2 separate regions of the Mus musculus genome follow, and region 2 is linked to region 1. Evidence: chromatin contacts called from public Hi-C data. All regions are on one chromosome and are shown on one strand. The core of a region is the stretch at or near the end of the contact, and the rest is flanking DNA. Distances in the headings are between cores, read along the strand shown.

What was found. A called contact is a pair of places that touch in the nucleus more often than the background predicts.
Region 2: a Hi-C map of the P5424 cell line shows a contact between it and region 1, with 2.1 times the contacts expected there. The contact joins two enhancer-like sites. A contact is called at or near these places in 1 of 15 datasets of contacts at CTCF or cohesin (the NIH/3T3 cell line), 3 of 484 Hi-C or Micro-C datasets (the P5424 cell line, common lymphoid progenitors and nephron progenitors) and 2 of 9 other capture datasets (adipose tissue and liver).

Annotation. Positions count from the first base shown.
Region 1 is chr15:73,220,302-73,228,258 of GRCm38.p6, forward strand. Ptk2 (PTK2 protein tyrosine kinase 2) reads right to left here. Exons shown (of 35, transcript NM_001358046.1): 29 at 1,506-1,568. Among named protein-coding and RNA genes, the nearest start is that of Mir151, 31 kb to the right of the region's middle. Within about 2 kb of position 5,035, at least 36 of the 459 cell types and tissues checked have an H3K27ac peak or open chromatin away from gene starts, as enhancers often do. A contact at or near this core is called in the P5424 cell line, where this site is marked.
Region 2 is chr15:73,298,145-73,306,101 of GRCm38.p6, forward strand. Ptk2 (PTK2 protein tyrosine kinase 2) reads right to left here. Exons shown (of 35, transcript NM_001358046.1): 9 at 6,263-6,403; 10 at 5,676-5,753; 11 at 1-101. Among named protein-coding and RNA genes, the nearest start is that of Gm41344, 9.0 kb to the right of the region's middle. Within about 2 kb of position 5,002, at least 18 of the 459 cell types and tissues checked have an H3K27ac peak or open chromatin away from gene starts, as enhancers often do. A contact at or near this core is called in the P5424 cell line, where this site is marked.

The DNA of each region.
Region 1 (7,957 bases), core at 3,785-6,284:
TCCCAGCAACCACATGGTGGCTCACAACCATCCGTAATTGAGATCTGACTCCCTCTTCTGGAGTGTCTGAAGACAGCTACAGTGTACTTACATATAATCAATAAATAAATCTTTAAAAAAAAAAGTTTTAAAGTAGCCAGGCGGTGGTGGTGCACGCCTTTAATCCCAGCACTTGGGAGGCAGAGGCAGGCTGATTTCTGAGTTCGAGGCCAGCCTGGTCTACAGAGTGAGTTCCAGGACAGCCAGGGCTACACAGAGAAACCCTGTCTTGAAAAACCAAAGGAAAAAAAAAAGTTTTAAAGTATGTGTGTCCAAGTGTATATGAGACTACAGGTATCAGGTATGTGTCACCCACTATACCTGGGGGGAAAAAAACACCTCTCTCTTTTTTTTCTTTTTTAAAGATAGATTTACTTATTTAATGTCTATGAGTACATTGTAGCTGTCTTCAGATACACCAGAAGAGGGCATCAGATCCCATTACAGATGGTTGTGAGCCACCATGTGGTCACTGGAGATTGAACTCAGAACCTCTGGAAGAACAGCCAGTGTTTCTAATCAGCCCAGCAAAACCCTTTAATTTTTAGTGTTTCTGGGGAACCAACCCAGGACCTCCTGCATGAAAAGCAGTGTACACTCTATCACCCCTCAGGGAACAAGGTATGAAGAATGGCTCTCCAAGAACTTGCTTTGCATGGTGCTTTTTACTCCACATGCCATCCACTTACTAAATGTTAGGACAATTACTGAGCCCCCCTGTTCTACTCTTGCTGTGGGTACAAAAGAGATCTTTGCCCTACGTGGATGACAGTGAAGTGAAAAGAGATGGTGGACACATGGAGCACACATGGAGGAAATCCAGCACATTGTATGAGAGGCACCCCTAAACATGGCCAAGGTGAGCAGACCTTTAACAACAGTGTCTGTGGGCTGGGCTGTACTCATAGGCCCAACAGTAAAACACACACACAGTATGAAAGTATCTGTTCTCAGAGCATTCTGGATCATCTAACAAGGTACACATGTGTAGAATAGAACTATAGGCAGTTGCATGGATTCTGTTTTAAGGGCTAGCTGTTTAAAGACAGTTTAGGTATTTCTGCCCTAAAAACCAGAAGAAAGACATCTTGCTTGAACAAGTTTTAAATGACTATGAGAAAAGTTGTAATTGTGCCCAGCATTGTGTCATCCTGGGACTTGGAAGCAGGAGGTAGTTTAAGTCCATCTTTAACAACTAATGTAGCTGTTACTCTAATTCTTACTAGACAGAGTACAGCTTCACTGCTAAAAATCTGTTATCAGTAACAGGACAGTGATCTGCATCTATGAAAATCTGGAACATGGCATATTTTGACAGTCTTAGATAACTTTCTTGTGTTTTACAGAAAGGTCATTCTATTCCATATCATGAATGTCAGCATGCCTTGATGTCTTTCAATAAAATGTGGGAGGCTCCAATATAGAATTTGGGACCAACTCTGGGGACAGTGCAGGCAGGTGCTTACCGGACCCTGAAAACTCCCGTCTTCCCTGTCGATGCTGCCTCGAGAGAGCCTCACATCAGGTTTCTGAAGATCAAAACAAAGGCCAAAATAATTTCATTAATATGTGTATGTTACTGACATATTCACCCTCTACAGCAGCAGCTTCCGGCTGGTCTTCTCGCCTGTACCCAACATCATCTCAGTGTCACTGTGACACTGCTCCCAAGTGGCAACCACTTCTTGGATCTGTGATGGTAAGCCCACCATTGTTTCTTTCGGTGTTGGTAATGTAACTGAGGCTCATGAACATGTGAGACATGTGCTCTACCACTGAGCTTATGGTTAGCCCACAGTGTCAATCTTTAGGTGATCTTAAATGATTTCTATCTGAATTCTGTAAATATTAATAACTCTAATTACATATTTATTTAGTGTGTATGTGTGAGTGTACATGTGCATATGCACATACTGTGGTGTGTGAGAGGAGGTCAGGATAGCCTGAGAGAGTTGGTTTTCTTCCTAAACCACGTGGGTCTCAGGGATCAAGCTCAGCTCCTTATCAACTGCTTTTATCCACTGAGCCATTTTGTGTGCCCCTTCTTAATTTTCTGGTTAGGGCCCTACATTTTTTTTTTTTTTTTTTTCCTGTTCAGAGCCATGTGGACTGGTCAGAGCGGCTTCTTATGGCTGGAAGGAGATCTGCTGTGCAGTTTGGGGTCTTGCACTGTTTTCATTTGTTGCTTCCACCTGTGGGGCATTGAATCAGGATTGAGGGATGCAGCAACAAACAGCTTAAAATCTGGCCAAATAGGAAATTTTGGACAGTACTATGAATAGAACTAGTCAACTTCCAGGTAACAGAGTCTATGTGCTCACAGTAGGGAAGAGTGTAGCTCACAAACGCTGCCCAGTTCACCACAAGGGGACATCATGGATGTCTTCATAGAAACTTGGATAGACATTTTTTTTTTTTTTTTTTTTTTTAGGATGCCAGAGTTTATAAGGCAGCCTGGGCCAGTCAGACAGCTCAAGGCTCATGTTGCCAGAAAATGCAGAGAGCTTTCTCCCTGGAAGCCTGTAAGGGAGGGGGAAGGGATTGCCACAGTAGGCTATTCTCTGGCAGGCAGCCCTTTGCTACTATTCCCTAGTTCCCTCATTGGTTTTCCTTCATTCGGACTGAGTGGGTCCTCTGTGAGAGGAACAGAGTAGGCTTTATGTAGTCAGGGCTTCCACATTTAAACTATAAAAAGTCCCCTTTTTAGTACAATTCTGTTCGTACAGTAATAAGAAGCCTAGTCACTATTTTTAAGCAGTGCTCAGAGGAAAACAAGGCTTCTCATCAGACTGCAGCTCCAGCAGCCCTGGCTGCTAGCACTCTGGCAAAGGAGTCCAGTAGCAATTACAGTAGGGATTCACATGCACAGGGCATCTGAGTAAGGCCACAATCTTGAGCTGGGGAAAAGAGAGGGGACACGGCAGAACAAGGAGCATTTGCTGTCAAGAGGGCATGTGACCTCAGGCAGGATCTGTTGTCCTCAAAATTATCCTGTGCAGGACCATGATCTGACAAGAGACCTCTGACCCACCCAAGCAATTGGTAAATGATTCAGTGGATGACAGTAGCCGCAAACAGCAGCTACTTCCAAACCTAGTAGGAGTTCTGGAGACCTAAGTCTTCCAAGAACAGTTACTGTGATCTAGTGGAAAATAATTCAAACAGTACTATAAATAGAATTGGTCAACTTTGAGGTAATAGACTCTGTCTGCTCATAGTAGGGAAGAATGCAGCCCACAAATGCTGCCCAGTTTGCCCAGTGACACAGTGGATGTCTTTAGAAGCTTCTACAGAAACTTGGACAGGATTTCTTTCTTTCTTTTTTTTTTTTTTTAAAGATTTATTTATTTATTATATATAAGTACACTATAGCTGTCTTCAGACACACCAGAAGAGGGAGTCAGATCTCGTTACGGATGGTTGTGAGCCACCATGTGGTTGCTGGGATTTGAACTCCGGACCTTTGGAAGAGCAGTCGGGTGCTCTTACTCACTGAGCCATCTCACCAGCCCAGGATTTCTTTTTAAGATGCCAGAGCTTATATGGTGGCCTGGGTCAGTGAGATAGCTCAACAGTGAGAGGGCTTGTGATAAACCTGAATCTGAGTTTGCACCCCCCCCCCCGCGCCCCCAAGTTCCACTATGGAAGGAGAACCAACTTTTCTATGTATATACAGTGCACATACACATGAAAACATTTCAAAGAAATAACAAGATTGGGCTTGTATATTTCACTAGAAATGTCATTTTTCTATTGATTTTTTACTTCATGGGAGGATTGATCTCTAGTGGTCTACACACTTGATAAGACCCTCCTTTTCTGCAGACATACTACTCTGAGAGAAACATACTACATTCAGGCTGCTGGAACCTTGCCGATCCAACAGAGGGCAGCTCCAGTAATGTCTTTTAGCATAGTCTCTTTAAAGTCGCTACAAACTCTCGCTAGTGCCTCTGGTTCAGCAGTCGCAGGTATTCAGGGATTGGACAGATGAAATGTGCTCCAAGAAGATAACATGGCTATGGTGCAGGAGCCCACAGGCATGTGCAGATGAAAGCAGATGGGAAGGGCCTTCTGTAGACACACAGTTCTCTCCTACTCAAACATCACCACACTCTTCCACTCTCACATGCATTTCTGCTTATGGGCAGGTGCATACACCCAATGGCCTCCCAAAGGGTATCTGTGCCCAGACACATGACAATCTGTCAAGAGCAATCTGACAAGAAAATGCATGAAAGAAGCTCTGTTTACTGACTCCAGTGCCCAGCACTTTCTATGCTAAACATAGGGCCTGGTTGGAATGAAATGGGCACAGACTGATTCCAGGATACCTCAGTTTAGCAGGGACAACACATAGAAAGAGTGACAGCATTTCAGAGAACATTACATTGTGATTTAAACAGGCCAGTAGAGCTTGCTTGTCACTCATCTAACAGCCTCTCTCCACCACCCACTTGTAGCTTAAGAGGGAAGCCCTCAGGCTTGTCTGCTTCCACTTGGTGCTCTTCTGTGCTACCCATCTCCTTCCAGGCTACACATGGAAATGAATGCAATTGCAGACAGCACTCTGAAGACAGCGAGTGGCAGGAGATACTTTGGTGTTTTGTTTTGTTTTTTTTAAACCAGATTAGGATGGGACAGTGTCCACTCTGTGCCCCACCCTGTATGTTCACCCTGGGGCTCTGCACCTGTTCTTTGAATCTCCTCTTCGGATTCTTTTCAAAGCACTTAACTTCTCCTCTCCTTCTCTGTCTACTGCTTCATTAGTTTGTCTCTTTCTCCTCACTGCACCTGGCTTACTGATATGCAGTTACTCATCAGTATATGCTGAGAGTGGATGGGCCTGTGAAGAGCCTGACATAATCAGTGAAGGTGTGAGGATGGCAGCACTCAGAACCAAGAGGATCTGGTCTCAGTGAATGTGGGAGAAAGTAAAAAAGCAGCACCGCCTCGGCTTTCCACGGCTGAGTGTATAAGGGAAATGACATGAAAACCACAGAGAAAGGTAACGGAGTTAGCTCAGAATCTGGCAACTTTGATGTGCTGAGAGAACAGCTAAGAGGAGTGGGGAGGGGGAAAATGGGGGCAAGGGGAGGAGAATGTTTTGAAAACACCAGCACTAGGATATCACTACTCAGTGAGTGTAAATCAAAATTCTGAATGAATTAGTACAAAAGCCCAACCCAGGAGCTGTAAGCATGTAGGGATGTTGCAGAAGGCAATCAAGCCTCTAAGATGCTTCCACTGGACTTGGTAAGCCTTTCCAAAGCTTCTACATATGAGTAGAATGTTTAATATATACAATCATGTTTCACGGAGAACATACTTTTAAATAAAAGCAGGCAAAGAACAAAAGGCACAAGCAGGCAATTCTTTAGGAGAAAAACATATAGGGTAACAAGAACTGAAAACGAATAAAGAAAAGAAAACACAAGCTTTGGGATTGGGTCTCACATTATAGCTCCAGTTGGCCAGGAATAGCAACATGGCCTCACCCTGCTAAGTACTAGGATTATAGGTGTGTGACTTTTTTTCCCTTCCCTATACTGGGGGCTAGACCCAGCATTTTACACATGCCAGTCAAGCACTTACCACTGAGATGCAGCCCCAATCCAATTTTAAAACAAACAAACAAACAAACAAACAAACAAACAAACACAAACAAACAGGGTGACAGGCAAAGGCCTGTGATCTCAGTTAATCTGAGGGAGAAGGGTTACAACCTTAGGATCCTAAGTTACACACTGAGTAAATAGAAGGCTAGCTTGGACAATTTAGTGAGACCTTGTAACAGCAGCAGCTAAAGGCCTAACTAACAATAGAGTGTACCACACAAAAATGCACAGTGTGGCAGCTCAGTGCCAAGGAGGAACTAAGACAGTTGAGGCTCTATATAGACAGCCGGCACTTTATTCAGGCAGTTAAAGCAGGTACCTCCTCAGAGATCACAGAACTATACAGGATAAGTTAGAATTGAATTGTGAAGCTATCCCACTTCAGCAGGCCTTGCTGCTACATACAGAGGGAGACGCTTTAAGGCAGACATTATAGTCAGGGGTCTGGGCATGCGTTACTTAGTTCTGCACATGGGCTATGCACACACACTTGGAGCTACCTGGAGGCTGGAGACATCCTGCACAGAGCATGAGTTAGACTTTACCAAAAGTTACCATGTATTTCAGGATGAGGTGCAGTGTATGAAAATAATCTCAAAGAAAGAGTAAGCCTGTAGAATACAGGCACCTCTGAGCCTTCTGATGAGAATTCCCCAACTCCCACAGAGACCAGCTTGGGTCACATCTGGCTAAACTAGTCCCATGACCCCACATCAATACCCACGCTCTTCCCACTGCCTGGAATGTATTTCCTGTGCCTGTTTGCTGTGCAAATTCCAGCTTTTCTTTTAAGACTGAGTTCACACACTGTCCAGACTCTCGTGTCTGCCCAGCACCACAGGAAGCACAGAAACTCGTTTTCTTTTGACCCTGTTGACAGGTTAGCCTGGTGTCAACACAAACCTCTACTTACTGGAGCCATAGTAGCACACCTGCACTGAGACCCATTAGCAAGTCAAATAATTTCATTTTTTAAAATGCAAACAAATGTGAGTATATGGTAGGGAGGCTTTCTGGATAAAAAAAAAAAAGCTTAAGACATAAGACAAGCAACAATTGGTGTATTCTTAAATTCATTTCCAAATTGAGCACCCACATTAAGAAAATTAAATCACAACTAATACTGTTAAATTATTATTTTGTGGCATGACTTACAGGAAACTTTTTCTCTAAAGGGATATAAAGTGCAAATCCATGTGATGAGGGGCCTGACAGCTCAGCACAGTAAACCCCAGCTCCACAAAGAACCCCAGTGCTGACACGCCTACTGATCTGCATCTGCACCTCACCTCTGTGAGGAGACACAAGTCTTACTCCCAAAATCTAAGCTTGCATTTTTTAAGTTTAAATGCATGTGATATAGCAGTAAAATCTGACTGAATAGAAGACATTTTAACTTTGTTATTATCTTATCTTACTATTATTATTATTTTATCTTTATTTCTCTGTAAATGTATTTATATTTTGTGTAGAAATATTATTGGTTGACTCTGGGAGTTTAATGGAGAATTATAGAATAATAAGTGTGTCATACACTAGTTTTCTAGTTAAAAGGAATCACAATGAATTCTGAGGCACACATGGCCCCTAAGAATTAGACAAAAGGAGCCGGGTGGTGGTAGCGCACGCCTTTAATCCCAGCACTCGGGAGGCAGAGGCAGGCGGATTTCTGAGTTCGAGGCCAGCCTGGTCTACAAAGTGAGTGCCAGGACAGCCAAGGCTACACAGAGAAACCCTGTCTCGAAAAACCAAAAAAAAAAAAAAAAGAATTAGACAAAAGGATTCAGAATATGTCCTAACTGTACAGGGTGGCTGGCTATGAAAATTGAATAACTTTATACAGGAACATTATATAGAAAATGTCAATATTGTCATTGTTTACTATCCTATTACTTGATGTTAACTTTGATAAGACCATGTGTTAAGAGATGGTGCACTATCCTGAAGGGGCAGAGACTTGAAATGTGGACTATGTGCACATCTCAGGCTGAAATAGAAATAAGATACTGAGGGCTGATAATATGGCTCAGCAAGTAAAGGTACTTGCCTCCAACCCGTATTACTTGAGGACATTCCCTGGTGGCATGATTCCTCCAAATTGTACTCTGACCTCCACATGCATGCCAGGGCACACTGGAGTCCCTTTCTCACAAATAAATGTAATAATAATAATAATAAAGCAAACACTGAGAAACAGAGCCTCTCCAATGTGATCTACTTCCTGGCTCCCATGAATGCACTGTTGGCTATTCTCAGAGTTGACCCCAGAACTTACCCGGGAGTACAACTGAATGTTCTGC
Region 2 (7,957 bases), core at 3,752-6,251, 78 kb after region 1:
GCACCAGCGATTTTGAGTTGTAGCATTCCTTTCCTGTCTTTGTCTTCACTGTTTGAGTACTGGATGGTCTGCACTTGGTTAAAGTCTGCTAGGTGTGTGGGCTTTAGGAAAGAAAGATATAGCTCTTAGGCCATGGAGAAGTCTTCAGTGCCTGGGATCTGCTAGCATTGATGTTATTCTTTCTGACCCCAACTACCAGCCTATTCTCAAGAGCCTTAAGAGTCAGGGACATTTTTCTCTGATGGATATCATGCAGTAGCCTTATGGGCTTCCTTCCAGGTTTAGGCATGCTCAACTGTGATGACATCTTTAGGAGAACCAGATAAATAAGAGGGTAAGAGAAAACTCAGCTTCCATAGATAGGAATGAAGGAAGACAGGAGAATGAACTACTGCCATAAACTACCTGTCTAATTCAAGAAGCCTGATTGAATTCTCAATGAGAGCAGATATTTAAATAGTTGACAAAAATATACAAGCTAAAAATATAATATGGAAGCATTTACAGAACAATGCAGTACTATAAGGAATTGATGGCTTATTACCAGCACAAATGTTCACATAATTTACAACAGGAGCTGTAAGCAGAAGGTAGAATAGAATACAAAGTCCTTGGCATGATAATAGGAGCTATTCACAACAAAATCTAAGCAGAAGACCAAAGGTCTTTTATAGTTTGTTTGTTGACAAAGTATCATCACGTAGCCCAAGCGGGCCTTGAACTCCCTCTAAGAGCCTAAGCTGGCTTTGAACTAACAGTCTTTATACCTGCTTTCATTTGCTGAGTATTATAGAAATGTCTTCCCAGTAGGAATTCACTCCACACACTCAGGAAAGATAAGGAAAGACTCTTTCATAATAGTACACAAATGGTTCTACCTAATACCAAAGGAAAACTTGCCTCAAACAAAAATATTTACCAATTATTATATGGGCCCTAGGCTTATATATTCACATATGCTGTCATCCTTAAATATTTTTCAGGTCATGAGCCCAAAGCTACATTCTAAATAATTTAAACAGAGATAGGTGACTTGACTGTAAGACTGGCTACTTGGGTCATGGAAGATGGGAAATTCACACATTAAAGATACTGTCAACTTACTTCTTAAGTACACTGGTGTCTATCTCCCTCCACCCCTGCCCCCGGGCCCCAAATAGTTGTTACCCAGGGTCATCTTGTCCATGGAGAATTACACTTTTCCTGGCAAGACACAGGAGACTTAAAGGGACTCAACAGAAAACAGGACTTAATGGTGGTGACCCTGTGTTGCCCCTTTGAGGCATTGATACAACTAACTTTGAGCTTTGATACAACTAATTGCTGGTTGTAAGTCAGGATTGCCTCTTGTCGTTATGGGAATGGAGCCTAATAGAGGTCAATCCTGGTAAAAAAAACAGCAGAAACTTTCTCAACAAGACTAACATTCAATAATGGCACAAAATTTTCTTTCTTACAGTTTCTAACAAATCTCTTAATTGTACTATTTATCTTCCAACGGAATTAGAGGTAGTGCTCCTTTAGCTAAATTCTATGTTCTTTTTTTTTTTTTTTTTTTTTTTTTTTTGGTTTTTCGAGACAGGGTTTCTCTGTATAGCCCTGGCTGTCCTGGAACTCACTTTGTAGACCAGGCTGGCCTCGAACTCAGAAATCCGCCTGCCTCTGCCTCCCGAGTGCTGGGATTAAAGGCATTTGCTAAGCAAGTTTATGAGTAAATCTTACATAGCATCAATTTTACTGCTTCAAGTCTCTCATGTGTCACTGAGATTAGAAGTGTGGTGTATGCCATCACACTCAGTTTAGACGGCATAATTTTAAATATTAAACGCATGTAATTAAAGCTTAACAAGGATGGTACTACATAAAGTCACAGTGTGTGAGCAGAGTGCTGGAGGGGCAGTGTTAGGTAATGTACTTTCCATTGGTGAATTACAATTTAGTTCTGAAACACTAAATGACTAAGAACACCCAAGGAAGAAGACCTACAGAGAATGCTATACAAAATACATCAAAAGATAATCCACTGGGCCAGACATCAAACCAAGCAATCAGTTTGGCAGTGTGTTAGACCAGGAAATGACACTGGCATCAGAGCAGCAGAACAGGAGAACAAGAAGCAGATGACAAATGTAATGGCTCACTCAGGGGTAAACTAGTTAGTATCTGTGCAGCCATACATAGCCGCTCCCCTGCAATAGACACAATGGCAGAAACCTACCAACAAGGGTGACCATTTTCTATAGGTTTACTCTGTAAAAGGGCAAAGGTGACCATTTTCTATAGGTTCACTCTGTAAAAGGGCAAAGGTGACCATTTTCTATAGTCTTACACTGTAAAAGAGCAGGAGATAAGCACCTTAATTTCTCAGTGCCTTTACTTCTCCCATAGCTGTAATCATTACTGCTTCACCAAGAAACACAGGCACAGATATGGATGACCCCAAAAGTCATAAAGCCAGTGTCAACATAATGGTAGCTTTGCAATGCACCCAAGAACAGGACCTTTTGAGCTCTCTAAACCCCATTTTTCATCTTTACCTCTAGACAAAATGGAGTTGGGGGTGGGGGGATGTTTGTCACCATCTTGAACTATGCTACAACATTGGAGATAGAAAAGAGGCTTTAAATGTAAAATGATAGCAAAAAATCTTGCAAGAAAAAATGATTACAAACTGAAATCTAAGCGCTATGACTAAAACTCATTAAGTCATAGCTGACTGGACACTATGGGTCTTTCTAAAAAGGTATGCCATTTACACTTCATGCCAGTGGACTAAGTGGCCCTGCTGCTGCATCTGTCCTGACCCCTCAGTTTTCACCATCGCTGTAATAAATGAAAAGTGCAGAGTGTACTGATCATCTGGAAATCTATTAGGCCGGCTGTGTTTTTCCTATTTGCAATGATTTTTTAGTTTTTATGCTATGGAACTTTTAGCAAAAGCATTTATCACAAATACCTAGCTTGTATCTCATTTTTTGTTGAAAAGAAATTCTTAATTTCTATTTAACATAACTTATCAAAAATTTTACAGTTATAATTTTTACATCATGTTTTTAAAAATTCATCCATGATGGGTGTGGTGGTGCCCATCTATAATCCCAGCATTTGGGAGGCAGAGGCAGGCAGATTTCTGAGTTCGAGGCCAGCCTGGTCTACAGAGTGAGTTCCAGGACAGCCAGAGAAACTCTGTCTCGAAAAAAAAAAAGTTAGTTCTAGGCTAACTACAGATACCATGTCTCAGGGAAAAGGGAATGGGGGGAGAATACCTTTGCCACAGTCATGAAATCTCTTGTTTTCTACTAAACTAGCATTTTTACTTTTCATGCGTGGATCTATAGTGTCATTGGGTTCAAGTTCTTGTCATGGTGAGTCTTAGGGCTAAATAACATTCTGTTTTCTTCTGTGATGCAGCATTTATTGCAAAGTTAACCAACGATCCCAGGTCAAGACAGAGTGGAGAGGTAGAATGGAGTGGGAGTTCTGAGATTGGTATGTTTAAAGTAAAAATACCATACCATAGCAATCTCATAATGTTTATAAGATTTGGGAAAACAACAACAACAACAACAACAAAACAACAAAGGAAAAAAAAAAAGGAAGGAAAGAAAAAGGAAAAGATCTCTGATTCCTGGACCCATGAGAAGACAAATCACAAAGAAAAAGACATCTGTGCTGGTAACACAGGCACAACACAAGCAGTGACCTCAAAGAGGCAGCAGATAGGATAGGACTGAACAGCTTCCATTCCCAGGAGGTTTGCTTTATATCAGATTGACAGAAGAACCAAGCATGCTTTCAGCTTATTCAAATGTGAAAACAAAGCCAGGTGTGGGAGTTAAAGCTTGTGATTTCCGCATTTGGGTAGTCAAGAGGCCAAAGATTTCCACTGAAGTGCAAGAATGGCCTAGGTTACACAGAAAAACCAAGGTCAGACTGGGATACAAAGTAAGACCCAAAACAGAAACATAATAAAACACATGAAAGAGAAAAATGACAAGAGCTATAAACATGGTGGAATCTAGGAGTTGAAAAACTTCTTGCCCACACTGTCAATGAGAAGTCTCCCAGCCTTTCTAAGAAGCAAACTGGTAACTTCTTTTCAAGTTAAAATGCTCTGAATACATTCAGCAGTTCTATAACTTGGGATCTCTTCCACTAGAGAGAAAGTAACAGTTTCTAGAAATACATACAAAAGAACACTTCTTCTGTACTCTAAGGAGATGGTGCAATGGCCAAGACTGCTTGCTGTACAAGCATGAAGACCTGACTTAAAATCCCAACACCCATGGAAAGAGGAGAGGCATGGCAATGTATACCTGCAACCTCAAAGTGGGCAAGGCAGGATGACCCTGGGAGTGCAAGAGCCCGTTGGCCTAGCCAATGAGTTTAGGTTCAATAAGAGACCAAATCTCATCAAGGGATTAGGGAGGAAAATGATGGAGAAAGATGTCCTCCACTGGACTCTGCATGCACATACATGAGCACATGTAACTACCTACTGACATGAGAAATGGATGAATGAACAAACAGGCAAACACTTATTTCAACATGGTCTTAAGGAAGACATAGGAAAGTTCAGTGACTGAGCTACTCCCTTTTGGTCCCAGGAGGCCATCACTGCCAGGTGGACTGGAAGGCAGGCTGAAAGGCAAGATGCACACGAGGCAGAATGTATGCTTACTAAGATCCATTTCTATCCAACAGATAAGAGTCAAGAGACAACGTACAACAGTTGCTGGTCATTTATGTGTGGGCACAGTGGGGACAGGAACTACTAACAAGAAAGAACTATAAGGCAAAAGAAAAAAAAACAGAGTAGGAATAGCCAGCAAGGAGTGCATGTGGAAAATCATACCAAGCACAAATACACACCTGTGATCAGAAAGCCATACCACTAAAACTGGCACACCTGTTAGTGTGAGCCTGCAACAAAGATATCAGAACCAAACTGTCTTAACCACAGGCACACATCCTCAACATCAGAACCCTGGCAGGCCTTACAATTCAACCTGTAATCATCAACATGTGGCACAGACTCCACGCACGCTTTCCCTGCATGCCTGACTGACCTCTACAAAGAGCTGCGGTTTCCTTGGCCTGTCTAGCAAAGCATGTGCTCAACACCATCTGCTGCAGCAACAACAGGAGCACATACTGGTGAGACAACCTGAGGATTTCTCTCCGGCCAGCAGTCTCCCTCAATGAGGTAAGTAAGGGCAACAGTACATTCAGAATTTAAAATTATCATATATCTTTCTGGAATTAGTTTATAAAGATTATTTAAGTACGATGTCAGTACAAATATACTAAAATCACATCTAGAAGTTAGTTTTAAAAAATTAAGAGTGTAGGTCAGTATAGAGTCCCTGGCTAGAGTGTGTAAGATCCTGGATTTGATACTCAAAATTGCAATGAAAAAAATAAGGCTTCACAACATAAGCCGGAACAGCCCTGGTCAGTTTTCACTGGCCCACCTAGTTTGTCTGATTCGTTTCCCTTTAAGTCTAAAGCTTTCCAAAGGTGTAAGTTTAAGCATCTCCCACACAACACTTGAGCAATACAATGAAGAAGTTTCCTTGCAGAATAGTCTTTCATGTGAATGCCCTGTCTAGTCCTCAGGTTCATTTGTCTATGCCCAGAACCAAATCCACGTGTCCTCCCAGGAGCCAACTTACATTGCAGCCTTTGTCTGTCAGGTAACTGATCCCTTCTTCTGGGCCGATTGCCAATTCCACAGAAATGATCCAACTTGACTTTGGAAGAGCAAACAGGTGGGGACCGAGGTACCAGAAGGAAAGAGATGATTTTAGATATGAGCCCATAAATATATCAACGAACTTGGGTTGGAAGAAGACTTGGTTTGTATTAATCTATCTAACCAAAAAAATAAAATATTTATAATTTCAATGACCCAGGAACTACTGAGCCTGAACAAGACTAGTTATGGCTACTCTTGCATCTAGGAAGCCATTGTTTTCTCTGGGAAGATTATCTCAACAGGATAACTAGTACTTAGAGAAGAGCTAATCAAATTGCAGGCCAGAATTAAAAACACCTACTTATGAGCATAGGCATACTATTTAAAATATGATTTTTATTATCTAATTAATGTACTTTCTTCCTGCTTTCCCCTATAATTAAGTGTCAAGCAATATTTTTCTGTAAGGACTATGACAAATGTTTCCTTCAATCAGAAATGTAGGTACATGTGGATTAAGAAAAAAATTAAACTATTTCCCATCCCCCAAGGTTCCACACTTACCCCAAGGGCACACTTGAAGCACTCTTTGTCAAATCTGTACACAGGAGAAAGAATCTCAAAGAATTTCAGGATGCTTTCTTCTCTATTAAGGTTGGCAAACTGCCTGAATGTTTGCTGGATCAGCTTTCTTAGTGTTTTGGCCTGAATGAAATTTTAGAAAAATACGTTTTCAAGTCAACCAACAGGGGGAAAAAAAAAAAAAAAACCTGCATACTAAATACCATTTACATTACTACAAAAACTCACTCAGTCAGATAACTAGTAGAGCATTAACTGTTGTAAAATACACATTAACAAACTTTACCCTGAGACCAGTTTGAAAGGTATAATTAGCAACAGAGGGCTTTATTCAACTTCAACAGAAGTTTAAGGCAACAACATGCATATTAAACATATGGCACGCTGCCATTAAACCATGTACCACAGGGGGCATGTGGCCCAGAAGCAGAAACCATGAAGAAAAACACAGGCACTCACATGTTCCAGTATCATTTCTGAAAGTGTACAAATAATTAACTGTAAAAATCCCTTGTTATTGGATCTACAAAGTGAAATTTCAGAGCACTATTCTTTAGAAAGATTGAAGACATTCAGCAATAAGAAGGATCTTAAAAATCATTCATTCAACAAAATGCAAATTGTGGTGTATACCTTCACAACTATTCTACGCAGCCTATAAACCACTGTATAGAACTAGTTTAGGGAGGTTGAAATCCTAACTTATTGTTTGTGTATCTTATTTTCTTTGTTACATAACAAAGAGAATAAACAATTTGTATAAGCAGAACAGATGCTTTTAGAAGACAGCTCATTGTGGCTTCATATACATGTGTGTAGAGGGGAGAAAACCTACCACATACATTGTTTTACCTTGCACAGATAACCATTGACTTCTATTCCTGTTATTCGAATACCTGGGAATGGAGCAAGGGCTTCCTAGGGACAAAGCTCGTGATCTTCAGTGTGTGAGACACCAGGCAGGCAAGGAAACAGTAACCCCACATTGAAGTCTGAGTACAAAGGCCCAATGTAGGCATAGTATAAACTTAGCTTCTACACTGCTAGCACTGACTAACTATACTTCCTGGGTAACTTTGAGTGAAGATGCAGTATTTTCTGAAGTAGGTTTTGGCAGGGATAGCAACAGTAGGGAGAAAAAGAAGTTGGAGGCTTTCTACTAACTCAGGCAGGAGGCAACAATGTATGTAGGTACAGAAGAAGAAAAGGAGCCATTGGTGGTCACACTCTTCTTTTATTTTGGAACTGGTATTAAACTAACAGGGCATAAACTAGAAGGAACAATATGGAAGGCAAAGGTTGGATGAACATTAGGTAATATTAGGAATCCAAGTGGACACATCACATGAGCTGTTGGAGCTGAAGGTGGAGGCAGGCAGTGGCTATCTTAACAAAAAATAAGGTTGCTATGGTTGTTGTTGTTATTTGCATGGCTTTAAGATCTTAATATGTGCCTAGTCTGGCTTTGAACTTGAGATTCTCTTACCTTAGCCTCCCAAGCACCCAAGTCATTGGTGTAAGCCACTATGGCTGGTACAAACTCAAGTCTTCCCCTGATGTTCTAGGAAGCTATCTTACTGACTCGCTTGGGAACTAGATAGATCCTCTGAGATCTTTCAACGTTTGTAGTTTTGAACTTGAATTTCTGCTGTGAATAATCAAGAGATACATTAAGGT